Linked DNA regions of Gossypium hirsutum: all the other regions are linked to region 1. The links are chromatin contacts, called in public Hi-C maps. All regions are on one chromosome and are shown on one strand. Each heading gives the region's core, a stretch centred on a gene start, on an enhancer-like site or on the middle of the called end of the contact. The rest is flanking DNA. Distances are from core to core; before and after follow the strand shown.

Region 1 (4,757 bases), core at 1,119-3,618:
CAGTAACTGCAATCAAATTATCAAAAAGATTACCCCTAAATTTCAGGTTATGTTATTATAAGTTAAAATAAGGAAGTGTGTTAGATGCAACTTCTTGTTTCATTATATAAATTGGCATCATCTACACGGCAGCCTATTCAACTTGTTCATATATCAATAAATCAACCAGTTGAATGACCAAAAGATAATACAGAATAACTAAGTGCTGGTGTTTATCTTATCAGTTTAATCGGTTTCCTTACTCTCAGGCAAGCTTGGATGACCTCAGACTCTGCACCATGCATACCATACCTGAGTTCCTACAAAAAAGAATTCCATAATTATAACACTTAACAGATATCAGAGAATTTAACTTAAAATAGTGATGCTGATTACCTTACTAAAATATCGCTGAAGAAGGCATTCTTTTAATACACCACACATACCATAGAAGTACAACAAGTTCATCAACACCTGAAAAGAGAAATTTTAGAGCAAAGTAAATTCATTACAACTATTAAAGATACAAGGTGCAAACTAGAACCTTGTTGTAGAGCCATTCAGTCCATGTAGGGGCTTTGCAAACAGGAGAGACGAGAATTAATCCAAGCACTCTCTCATTATATTTCATCTGGCACACGGGAGAAAAATACATGAGACCATCACAGTATCAGAATATCAGCACAAGAAATATTTGCTAACTTTTGTATCTTACGCCGACTTACTGCAAATAGTGTAAGGATGTAAGCCCCGGCTGTTACACCCAAGCATAGAACTCTTGTCAGCCTGATGTTAAAAACTTAAATTAGTTATAACAGATAAAAGGAGTGAAAGAAAAAATAAGGAAAAGTTATCTCCCCCAACAACTGGCATAAAAAATCATTCCCAGGATCCTGAGCAAATAATTTCTATTATTCGTTTCAGGTCCATATGCTTTACACTTTTGAAAGTTTTGGAAGGAAAATACAGTGAAATTAAACATGGATAGACCACCTACATTGCATCATGAGAACAATGGTTGGCAAGAACTTTTATGAGGAATATATATCAGATATCTAACAGATAGCATTACAAAATGAGGGGAAATTTGGAATATAAAATTATACATTTTCTACACCTAAGTTACTCGAACTCAGGGGCAAGTTAGAATCATTTTTGAATACATTGGAATAGGAACAACTGAAGAAAAAAACTGCAGAAAGTAGTCCAATCATTTCCCTTTTACACTCCTTTACAATACATACCCAAAGAAATCAAGAACTTCAGCAACCTGATCTGCTAAGTCATCCACACTAAGCAATGGAACATCCGGAGAGATCACATTTGCTCCTAACTGCAAAAACTCTTAACCAAATGGCATACAGGTTCTATTAGTATCATCCAATCAGGAATGCACCATCTGACAAGCTACAAATTAACAATTTGAACCAAAAACTCATTGTTCAAACAAATGCATTTCTAAAACTGAGTCACTGACCTCGTGCCCTGGGGCATCAATGTGGTAAACACAAAAGTTATGAAGCAACAACGAAGCGGCATCAGGGCAAAAGAATAGGCCTTGGAAACAAGACATGTCTATAACAATTCAACAAGCACAAAACAAACATATATCAAAACACAAAAACCAGCAATTCTTTAAAACCCCAAAAGCTAAGAAGTTCAAGAATTAGTACAAAAATGTAATTATGTGCAAAAACGAAAATTAACCCACTTAAAGAACTTGTGAAATGAACAAAAGTAACATTTTGGTGAATGTACAAGCTGCAAAACTCAGTTCAATTTCAAGATATATGAAGTAAAAGAAGCAAACCCATTAAATCTAACGAAGCAAAAATCACTTAAAGTTCCAATATTCCCATAAAAAAAAAGAAATGAAAACATACAGTTAAGAGCAACATCTGGATAGGTTATTAAAGCGGGTTTCTCTTGATCGCCACAAACAAAAACAGATAGAGAACCTCTACTTGTTTTCACCAAAAACTCCTGGAAAAAATAACAATGATATATTTATAAAAGTCAAAAAGAAATAAAAGATAGCTTGAAAAGGGGAAGAAAAAAAATGTTGAAGAAGCTATGTTCTTAGCGGTTTTATTAGTTAGTTTTAGTTTCTTTACCTTCCCTCCAAAAGGAACCATATCAATCGCAATGGATACTGAGTCACTTGAATCACCCATGACTCGTTCTTCTCGTTCACTTGGTTTCAAGAAAAAACAAATGAAAACTCACTGATTGAACTCACTTATTATCCAAAAAAGAAAAACAAAGTCATTTGAGATTGGAAGTCTCAGGCTTTCTTCTTCATTGACAAGTCTAGCGTTAAAGAATTTGTTTTCGAGAGATACAATGGAATGGCATAAAAGCCCTGGGTTTGGTACTGAAATTACACCACAAGCCTAGTCATGTTTGGTGCAATGACTCTTTTGCCATCGATGAACTCGTTGACTCTTTGTCCTTTTCCTTTGTTTTTATTCGGGCAAGTGACCGTTAAGGTGGCGAATACAACGGTCAAGTGGGCGAATGGAGTAAAACGGCACCGCTTGAAGGGCTTTGGAGTAATTTCGTAAATGGCATCAATACAGCTGGATGCCACCTGGAAGCCGCTAAAAGGAGCACTCCAAGATGAAAGGTATCATTTATGCGCCAGCTCATCATTCGCTATGTTTTATTTATCATTTTCTATGTATTTAAATTAATGTTGACTTAATATTTAAAATTTGGATATTTCTTTCTTTGGTCATAAATCAACAAATTTTTTATTTTTCTTTTTTATTAATGAAACAAATACTATAATTTTAAAAATGAGATTCATTTTCCTTTTATTATTTCAATGTTGGTTTGAGTGCGTGGAATACATTACTCTTTTATTTATGGATAAAAAAATAAATTATAAATAATTCTACGTATTGATTATAAAATCCTTATCTTTGAACATAAAAAGTAGTTTAAATTCAAATAAATTTTTATAATTTATATTGTTAATGAATAACACTAAAAAATATAATTAGTAACAAAAAAAAAAAAGTAAGCGTAAGTTAGTGACATGATTTTGATTGGGGTATTTATGTTCCCTTGGATCCAAAAACGCGTTTTCAAACGCTAATTACGGACGCTATCTCACATAATCATACCAAAAATATAAAATAAAACCTTCGTGGTCCATCACGTAATTAAACTATATTGTATTTTATAATTTTTTATTTATGATGTACTCATAAACGTAGAAATTTTAATTTGGAGTACGAGACCAAACTTATTTTTGAAAATCATTTCAACTCTACAATTTTAAAATAAAATAAAATAATTGAATTTAAAATAGAAACATAGTCTAAAGGAGTTTTACTTTAAAAAGAGACCAAAATAATTTAATTAGAAGGTTCCAAAAAGAAAATTTGAATAAAAATGATTTGTCAGAGACGTAAAGGACGAAATTGTAAATGGGGAAAACGCCATGGACAGAAAAGGAATATAATCGAATGAGTACCCTTTTTGTGCCGATGTCTGATTCTCTCTATGCTGCTCTGATATTGACTTTCAACTCATTAATTAGTGAATGTACCAAAAAACCTCATTAACTCCAATTTATTAATAATTAAAATTCAATTTTATATGAGGCTGCATGTTTAAGTATTGCTATGTGAGATCTTTTTTTTTTTTAATTTATTCTATGTTCTAATTTTGTTTTATAAATTTTATATAAAAAGATAACATCAATTTCATAATAATTATATTATTTACATTGCTGATTTTGCATGTACTGGAAATTCTATATAGCATTAGAAATTGTGTGACAAAGACTGATACTCAATCAACATGAAGACTTCAATTAGCTTCATTGCTTACTGTTGCAGCGCGACAACTTATAAATAACCTTCCCAACATCTGAACATGGCACAGATGATTTCCGAACTTCAGTCGAACAAGGAAGCCGGCACCAGTGAGCCTGGATCCGGCTCTAAAGAGTTTCAACAGTTTAAAAAGCTTTTACAGTGTAAAATTCTCAGCAAATTTTTCTTACCATACTTTGCAATCTGTCAAGATTGTGCTGCTATCGAGAGAGGGATTTGATCCGGCTCGGGTTTCTGCAAAAAGAAGTTATGAAGCTAAACTAGTTTCATAGCTAATACCAAGACAATGGTTAAGTGATTCCGACCAGGAAAGCTATTGAACTGGTCCATTCGAGAAAGAGGGCATATTGAACTAATCCTACATCTCAATGCATCCATCGAGCATTTTGACAGTCAATGTCAAAGATTCCCATGGTTATCCTGCTCAAGTCAATGCAAAATTGAAATCACAAGTTTCCCAAGTAATCTCATACAATGATACAATCCGCAAGTAAGACTTTACTAGCAATTGCTTAAGGTTTCGAAGACTAAAGCTATCAGAATTTCATCATCCTCAGTTCAGTTGCCTACCGAGGATTATCATGCAAGAAAAAGTGCCCCGATTTAATGGGAATTTAACATAGATGGCAAAATTAGGTACTGCTATCGAAGCAGACTCAAGCAAATCATGTTTCGAGGGCTAACAAGCTTAACATAGTGTTTTTCATATAACCACAATAACACAAGCATGATTATAGCATCGACCAAGTCTTAGAATTGGCATACTTACATGGTGACGATTCGAGGAGATTTCCGCCTGGCTAGTCAACGTGTGCACCAAACCGGCTCAAACTGCAGCTAAAAGAAGATTCGAACAACCATCCATTGAAGATTTTTTTTCATAAAACAAAATTGAGGATTAAATTTAATGTATCGAGGATATACAGCCAACTA
Region 2 (4,757 bases), core at 930-3,429, 230 kb before region 1:
TTCCTTTATTTGAGTGACGGTGTTTGAGGGGGTGGGGTGCAAATAATTATATAACAATGAAGTTTCAATTATCTTTTGTGGGAGTTGATAGATTTAACTTAAATCACTCATTGTACCGTAAAATTATTTAAGGAGTTCATTCTTCTTTTTTAAAACAATTTCATTATAAGTTTTTTTTATCATATTTGATCTTTTTTGACATAATATTTAGAACTACTTATAGTTCCTTCTTAACCCATAAATAAAAGGATAATGTGTTTCAGTTTACTCGAATTTACATCTTTCAGTATTAACAATAATACCCATACTAATCAAATTAAAACTCAATCAGATATTAACTTAAACAGCTTGAAACCATTGTATTTTCAAGTTTTGTTGGGTCAGTGAGATTGTGAAAACTCATACATAATACATGCATGCATGCAAGCCCACTTTATTATCTCATACATAATACATGCATGCATGCAAGCCCACTTTATTATCTTTGAGAAAACATTTTCTCTTTATTTATTTATTTATTTTGAAATACATTCGTATAATAATAGAAATCTATTCTTACTGTACTCATAACTCCTATGTGTTTATTTAATAGCTAACTATTTCATCAATCTTTAAATGCCCAATTTGATTATCCAAATAAATATTGAACATCTAGCATTTCAACTTAGATCTAATTCGCGTAGATCCCCAAAAATACCAATCAATTATTTGAAATAATTTTTGTCCCTCACAAATCAAAGGCAGTATAGTAGCTGTAGGCAAAGTAAATATAACGTTTTGAGAACGAAATTCGTAAATTGTACTGTAAATTGAATTGTATTTTATTTTTTTATTTAAAAAATTAGGAAATTAGTTATTATATGTTAAATCAAAAAATAAATTTATCTTTTTATTAAAATTTATTTTTACTGTTAAAAGATAATCTTTATACATTAATCATGTTAATTTTTAATAGTAAAATAGATAAGTAATTATCCATTCTTTGAACTAATTTATAGAGTATAATCGATGATACTTTAGTAAAGGAATGATTGAAAAATCAGACTCTAAATGTAAATATAATGGATGAGTATCCATATTATGTGGAATCAAGATTTAGGCGTATGTTTGAGAAATGTAATAATGGACTGTAAATTACATAATTTACAGGCTAGGGTAAATTGGTGGGCGACAGTAGCCTCTTCCTTCCTTAAATAATTTGGTCCCAATGTCTGCATGTTTTCACGTGTCCTGCCATCACCATTGCCGTTAATTACAGCATCAGCTACTGCATAGGATTCTAAGGACCCAAATATAATAAATAATTAAATTACATAATTTTAAAAAATTGAAAGTATCCTTTTCCAATCCCCTATTTGTTGGTTGTTTCCCTCACTCTCATGCCTGTTCACTGGATCCCACTTTCTTTTCACATTTCACTTTCATTAATATCAATTATCATACCGCTGTTTTAAATCTTCTTCCATTTTTTAAATAATTCATTTCCAAAATCCCATTTTAAATGTGTAAATAATATTAACATTTAGTTAAATTGGTCCAAACTATACAAATATTTATATGTTTTCCAACTTCTTCTTCTTTTTTTTTTATAAAAAAATGACTCATTTTTCTTAAAATATTGTTTGGTTTCCACTCAAATCATATGTATATATTTAGTGCAGACACACACACAAAAAAAAGGACTAATCTGTGTCTTACTTAAACTATGGTATTATTATATTTTAGTATTCATTTTTTGTTTTCCTAAATATTTATCTGCCAAAGGAGTTTTATAGAAATACATATAAAAAGGTGATTGATGAAAGTTTGACTTGATAAGAAAGTCAAACAGATCAACGGCTGCAGGAGACAAATGAAGTCGGTTGAAAAGTAACGACAACCTCAAAAAAACAACAAAAAAGAAATGAAACTTTTGAATTAAAACATAAGGAGAAAAAAAGAAGAAGCAAATAAACCAAGAAAATTTCTTCAACTTTATATTCAAGCTTTGCCTTTTGCTAAGAGAATTAAAACAAAAACAAAAACTAAGCCTTTTATTATTCCTATTAAAGTTTAAATCATTGAGTAAATAAGTTTTTTATTGAAAAATTAAAAATAAATAAAATAATAATAATTTTTATTTTATAATTAGTTCATTAAATTTAAATAATATACCAAGTACAAGTGCAAGTGCATGAATAAAAAATATATATATTTGGTGGAATGGGAGCAATTAAATGTTAATCCAAAAAAGCAGCAAGAACTTAACCTTAATGGTACATTTATGAGTTGGGGTCTCATTGGACAGTGACTTCACTTGCCACCAAAAGGGGTGTGGTGGGCTATCTTTTCTCTTCCATGACAGGACAAAATTCTTGATAAATGAGAGAGAGAAACAAAGAAGGCATCAGATAGAGATAGAGATAGAGAAAGGGCAGCTATGGTGTTTTTTGAGTGTTTGTTTTGTTTTTGCAGCCCTTCTAGTCCTCTCCCATTTTACTGAACCCCCCAAAACCCAAAAGGAAAGATAGTGTAAAAGGAAAAGAAAAATGTTTGATGGAGTGCCAGACCATCTTCATCAATTCATAGGAGCGTCATCAGCATCAGCTAGAACCACCACCACCACCACTCTCCTTCTCCCTCTCTCTTTCACTTCTTCAAATGGTTTCACTTCCTTTGACCCTTTGTTCACTTCTTCATCAAACTCCCATCATCAGCAAGTGCCCCCTCAGCTGCATCATCATCATCATCAGCAGCAGCAGCAGCAGCAGCAGCAGCAGCAGCAGCCTCAGTTGTTGCAGTCATTGCACCAGCAGAAGAATAATGAAGAGAGTACCACCAGTTTGGTAGGTATGAACATGGAGATTAATGGAAGAGATCAGAGATCCATTGCTGAACCGATTGATAATCTTCATCATCATCATCATCCTTGGTCTAATGATGAAGTCCTTGCACTGTTGAAGGTCAGATCTAGCATAGAAAATTGGTTCCCAGAATTCACTTGGGAACATGTCTCAAGGTATATACATACAAACTATACATATATCCATTTCATGTTTTCTTTTCTTTTCTTTTCTTCTCTTTTCTAATAGATAGAGTCCCTTCAAATTTTGATGAATGAAACAATCAAATTGGATAGTATTAAATCATCTACATTAACCCTTGTGGGGATATCATTATTTATGAGCCGTTGTTAATGAAAGAGAGAGAGAGAGAGAGAGAAAAGGGATACTGATAATTAAATAAACAAAAAAAAACCTTGGTATAGTATTTTATAAGTGAATAATTGATAGTAAAATAGAAAGAATAAGTGTTTGATATATAAATATAGGCATGCAGCTTTGTAATGGTTCAATTATATATATATGTGCACACAGTTATGGTGGGTGCAGGAAGTTGGCAGATCTTGGGTTCAAGAGGAGTGCAGACAAATGCAAAGAAAAATTTGAAGAAGAAAGCAGATATTTCAACAGCATCAATTGCAGCAAAAACTACAGGATCTTTAGTGAACTTGAAGAACTTTATCAAGCTGAGAATCCTCCACCTCCACCTCCACCTCCGCCTCCTCCTCCTCCTCCTCATCATCATAGCCAGCAGCAGCAGGTGGCTGTTGTTGCAGATGAAAACAACAAAAATGTGGAAAAGTCAAGGGAAGATGAGGACAATATGGGTCAGAATTTGGAAGCTGATTCAAGAAATGTCGATGAATTATATCAAACTTCACCAGCAAACAACACTGCAATGTCATCAGATCAGGATAACAAAAAAGTGGTTGAGAACAAAGCAAACTATGATGATAACAAGGCTGCTGCTGCTGCCAACAACAACAAGAAGAGGAAAAGGGTGAAGAAACTTGAGTTGTTCAAAGGGTTTTGTGAAGATATTGTGAACAAGTTGATGATCCAACAGGAAGAGATGCATAATAAGCTGATTGAAGATATGGTGAAGAGAGATGAAGAAAAAGTTGCAAGAGAAGAAGCTTGGAAGAAGCAAGAGCTGGATAGGATTAACCAGGAGCTTGAACTTAGAGCCAAGGAACAAGCTATTGCTGGTGATAGACAGGCCACCATAATCAAATTCTTGAGCAAATTTTCACAAACTGGATCCTCTAAGAAGCAATGTTTTGGAAGGGTTAATGAAGATGTTGTCAAGGTACCAAGTGAATGTTCAAATCCTCCTATTGCTTCTTCATCTCCTTTAGTGGCAGTAGCAGAAAACCCTAATCCCATTGTCACTGACCAAAACAAAGTTGATCAAGTTTCTACCACTTCTCCATCTTCTATGAACCTCGCCCATCAAAACAAACAAAGCATGCCCATATCCATGACAGAAAGTCAAGCTCCTCAAAACCCTAATCCGGAAACACCTGATACTTCATCATTAGCTCCGCAAAACCCTAATTCTGTCAGTGCTGAAAGCAATCCATTACCGCCCACTTCACCATTGACGGTAAATAAAGCTCCCCAAAACCCTACGTCCAATGAGAAAGAAGACCTTGGAAAGAGATGGCCAAGAGATGAAGTGTTGGCATTAATAAACCTGAGGTGCAGTCTTTATAACAACGGTGACCATGAGAAGGAAGGAACAGCCATAAAAGCTCCTCTATGGGAAAGAATCTCACAAGGGATGTTAGAATTGGGCTACAAGAGAAGTGCAAAGAGGTGCAAAGAGAAATGGGAAAACATAAACAAGTACTTCAGAAAAACCAAAGATATCAACAAGAAGAGGTCCCTTGACTCAAGGACATGCCCTTATTTTCATCAATTAAGCACTTTGTA
Region 3 (4,757 bases), core at 642-3,141, 130 kb after region 1:
ATATGGAGATAAAAATTAAACCACGAAAATTTGAAAACAAAAAACCTTCAAAACATAAACACAAAATTCTCTAAATGTGTTATGAGCTCTAATATTTAATGGGTGTTTTTTCTAAGGTTGTAAAAGAGCCTATTTATAGGCTAAATTTATAGGTCTAATAATAATAAAATAATTTAGACTAATCAGAGTTTGATTGAAACAAATAAACAGAATGTAACTGAAAGATTATTTCTCAAATTTAACTGAAATATGAGTCATACTCAACACGGTATGTAAATGTAAATTATTGTTATATCGATAATTGTTTTAATGTCTTGTAAAAATTGAATTAATTTTTTTATTTATAAATATACACAAAATCATAATTCATGCATATAATTTTTAGATTTATCTCTACAAATTTTTTAAGCATTATCTCAGAGTTTTATCTTTATTGATGATATTAAGTATTTTGCATTCATTCACCTTAGCTTTGTCAAACTCAAAACTGTCATGGTGAGCATATATAAGATTCAAAACCAAGGCAAACTTGAAAGGTCAAATTTTACTCTGGTTAGGTGGATTCGATGGATTCTATTGGATGAAGAGAAGTGGTGCTTGAGATATGTTCCCAGAGAAATTAACAAGATTGCATATACATTAACAAAAATGACTTTCTCAAATGTCGAAGGTTTGCACATGTTCGAAGATCCCCTATGAAGATTCAAGAAGTCCTAAAAGAGGAAAATGCAATTTACTCAAGAATATGTTTATGTAATATTTCACTTACTTCACACAGAAAACACTAAGGCATCAATAAAAAAAATGAAATTTAAAACATAAATTTTATTCTAATTAATTGCATTCAATGTGAAGTTTACACATATTGTGATTTAAATATTTCTTTTTGAGATACGAATGTTATTTATAGATCTAGAATTAAATTTTAATTGATATATAATTTTAACATTAATTAAGTGATAATTAAAAGATATAGTAATATAATAGAAAATAAAGAGTATTCTCATCAGGTTAATTTTTTTTCAAATTCGTGCTTTTATATAAATTATAAATTATAGATTTATATTTATTAATACTAGAAATCCTATCACAATGAAAAAAATTATATTAAAATTGTTTATCTTGGTGTTGCCATCAATCTTGAGTCGGGACACCAATTCAATCAAATACATTAACATATATATATACACACAAAATTGATGGTGGTAATAAAATATAATTAAATCTTTTTAAATGTATAAAAATTTCAAAATAAAACTTTAGTTAAGTGATAAATTAAAGATTTTACTAATGCAAGTAGTTTAAGTTTAAATCTTATTTTAATTACTGATGAACATTTCCAAAAATTTCCCTAGTCAAATGGGTGACCCAATCGATAAAACCAACTCAATAAAATAATAAATAGTATAGATATATTGTTTAGTATATTAAATAAGATACAACAACTAAAATAAATTAATTTAAGGATTCCGTAAGCATATTGAAGCACGAGCTATATATGAAGGACTCACTCAAGCTTGGAAGAAAGAATTTCGTAAGGTTGTGATTGAAAGCGACAATGCATTGTTGATTGATATAATTGAGAATGGTTATGCGGTTGATAATAATCTTTATAAACTTCGTTTAATACATGTTTTATTCAAGCAAAACTAACAACTTAAGTTTCAGCATGTTTCGTGAGAACATAATAAACTGACAGATTATATGACCAAAGTCGTTCCCAGTGCTGTTAACATGTTATTAACTTTTGAAAAATCACTTAATTATATTTGATTTTTTTTAGTAAATGACTGATATTTATTGATCATCACGTGCCTCAAAGTGATTGAAAGTATAGGTAAAAAGTAATAACGATAAAGCAAAGAAAACAATAAAAGAAAACTAGGAAAAGACAAAACAGTAGAAACCCAACGGACAAAACAAGAACTGCCCCTAGAAAACAAAACCATTAATGGAAAACAACAGAAACCCCTTAAACCATGAGACGAATCAAATAACCCTTCAAAATATCAGTCGAAACAGCTTCCCCGTCCGCATAATAGAGATAACAATCACAGAGGGGAACCCAAAAGCTTTGAGTCCATCCATGGAGATTCAAAGAACCTTCTCCATATTCAAATCAAAGTAAACCAGACTTAAAATTGCTGAGTCAAAATCTCTGTTTTTTCTCCATCAATTGTTTGACAGAGCTTGAAACTTCATTCCCCCAGAATCCAGAAAACCGACTTCTCCGTCCTTCCATGGCCAAAGTGTGGGCCATGCCATTAGCCAAGCGAGGAACAAAAAGGTAATCTATTTCATCAAAACAATTTTCCAGTTTATTAATCTGATGAACGATAGATCTAATGAGAGATCTGTCTTCTACCCTTGTCATCATTTTCTTTATAACCGTCAAGGAGTCACCTTCCACCAACACCCGATGGAAGCCCATATGGATAGCAAAAAGCACCGCTAGCTCGTACGCCCTTGCTTCAGCCACGAACGCATCAGCCACATCATTAAACAGATAAGTCTCTGCCCTAATATATTCTCCTCTATGATTTCTAGCAATTATTGCTGAAATAGAAGTTCTTACCTCACTTTGAAAAGATGCATTGAAATTTAATTTGATAATACCTAACCCCGGAGGGATCTAGCACTTTCCTAATAGTGGCGAGTAAATAACTCTCAACTTTTCTTGACATTGAACTAGCTCTTGTTGGTAGCCACGAATGAAACCTAAGATATCCTGCAAAGAGAAATTAATACCTTCAAGAAATTAACTTGTTTCTTCTGAACCATAGAGCCTAAATAGAAATAGCAATAAACTGTTTGCTTTGCTTATCAGCCAAATAGAAAGTATTAACAAAGAGATCTTTGTAGCTCAAGCTACTATCAGGAAGAGCAGTTCGAATATGGAGAAACGCCATACTGAACGAAGAACATCACATGACCACAATAGATGATCCATATCCTCTAGAGCCCTCTTGCAAAGGGGATAAATCAAATCAACCCGCAGAGATCTGATTGCCAGATTACAAAAATGGGGTAGAAAATTATTAAGGAGTCTCCACAAATGTATTTTAATTTTGGCAGGAATGTGAATAGGCCAAAAAATATTGTAAAAATCCTTGTAAACCTCCATATTAGGTTTAATGTAATTATTTCTCTGTAAAAAATCAAAAACAAGGACCCGATGCCCACTTCTGACTGAGTAGTCCCCAGAACCTTCAAATTTCCACACCAGGATGTCCTCCGACCTAGATCCAGAGAGTGGAATAGAAAGAATACGTTTCACTTGATCATCATAAAAAATAATAAAGATCAACTCATTATTCCAGGTATTAGAAACATTATCCATCATATGGCTAACAGTCGTATATTATGGATGAATTTGTTGAACTGACACTCTATTTTCCTCTCTACCAGGAAGCCACAGGTCATTCCAAATATTAATGCAAGATCCATTACCAACCCGCCACAAAATTCCATCAGCAATTAATTCTCGAGCACTGCAGATGCTCTTCCAGGTAAAAGAGGGGTAAGAACCTACATTGGCTGTTAAAATATCTGAATTAGGATAGTAGCGGGCTTTAAGAACTTTGGCTAATAGACTAGTGGGCTGGGATAAAAGACGCCAAACTTGTTTTGCTAATAATGCCTTATTAAACAATAACAGATTTTTAAAACCCAGCCCACCCATACTTTTCGGTTTACAAAGTCCATCCCAATTGCTCCAATGGATACCTTTGGCTGACTTATTATTAGATCACCAAAATTTATTCATGACGCCTTCGAGCTTGTGACATAAAGATTTAGGCAAAGCGAAACATTGCATAACATAAATCAGGATCGACTGTAAAACATATTTCACAAAAACTTCATTGCCCCCTATCGATAAGAAACGTAAATTCCATCCCGCAATACATCTCCTAAAACGGTCTAAAAAATTTGGAAAGGCCCAATTCTTCTTTCTCCCCACCATCATAGGTAAGCCAAGATACTTCTCAAAATTCGAAGCAACCTTCACACCCAATGTATTAGTAATGGAGTCCTTAGTGTGAGTATCAACATTAGCCCCGAAATAAATCAAAGACTTTTCGAAATTCACTCTTTGGTCCGAGACATCCTCATACTCCTTTATAACCTCTCTAACCACCATAGCTCCCTCAATAGAGGTATCCTCAAATAGAATGCAATCATCCGCAAAGAACAAGTGATTAATCGCAAATCTACCCCTGTCAATAGTTGCGCCTTTCATAAGGCCTTTTTGCTTTACTTCAGAGATAAGAGTAGAAAACCTCCTGCACAAATAAGAAGAAGGTACGGGCTAATAAGAGGATCGCCCTGCCTTAACCCTCTGGACGGTAAGAACCGTTCACCATTCATCCCATTAAAACACACCGAATAGGAAACGGAACAGACACACCTCATAATAAGAATTATCCAATCCTCATGAAAACCCATATGAGTCATCATACCAGCCAAAAAATCTCATTCAACACGATCATACGCTTTACTCATATCGAGTTTAAGTGCAAAATTCCCATGTTTCCCTTCTTTCTTCATCTTTAAAGAATGAAGAACTTTGTAAGCAATTAACACATTATCGAAATAGGTCTTTCTAGGATAAAAGCCCCTTGGGCTTTATTGATGCAACAACCCAACATGGAACTCATACGAATAACCAAAACTTTTGCGATAATCTTGTAAATTACATTACAAAGACTAATGGGCCTAAAATGTGAGATTTTTTGCATTTTCAGTTTTGGGAATCA

The links. Hi-C and Micro-C count contacts between places; a contact is called where the count stands out from the background.
Region 2: a Hi-C map of leaf shows a contact between it and region 1, with 2.0 times the contacts expected there. The contact joins the promoter of LOC107888971 here to the promoter of LOC107888833 in region 1. A contact is called at or near these places in 2 of 34 Hi-C or Micro-C datasets (both in leaf).
Region 3: a contact with region 1 is called in a Hi-C map of leaf, with 2.0 times the contacts expected there. The contact joins the promoter of LOC107888787 here to the promoter of LOC107888833 in region 1. A contact is called at or near these places in 2 of 34 Hi-C or Micro-C datasets (both in leaf).

Annotation. Positions count from the first base shown.
Region 1 is chrA11:109,186,354-109,191,110 of Gossypium_hirsutum_v2.1, forward strand. LOC107888833 (protein NDL1) reads right to left here and starts at 2,369. Exons shown (of 11, transcript XM_016813071.2): 1 at 2,094-2,369; 2 at 1,863-1,962; 3 at 1,457-1,554; 4 at 1,224-1,312; 5 at 705-765; 6 at 524-610; 7 at 376-453; 8 at 243-299; 9 at 1-6. The coding sequence starts at 2,153. LOC107888826 reads right to left here. Exons shown (of 2, transcript XM_016813058.2): 2 at 4,756-4,757.
Region 2 is chrA11:108,955,846-108,960,602 of Gossypium_hirsutum_v2.1, forward strand. LOC107888971 (trihelix transcription factor GTL2) reads left to right here and starts at 2,180. Exons shown (of 2, transcript XM_016813257.2): 1 at 2,180-2,998; 2 at 3,372-4,757. The coding sequence starts at 2,529.
Region 3 is chrA11:109,318,456-109,323,212 of Gossypium_hirsutum_v2.1, forward strand. LOC107888787 reads left to right here and starts at 1,892. Exons shown (of 4, transcript XM_041081692.1): 1 at 1,892-2,287; 2 at 2,397-3,320; 3 at 3,409-3,509.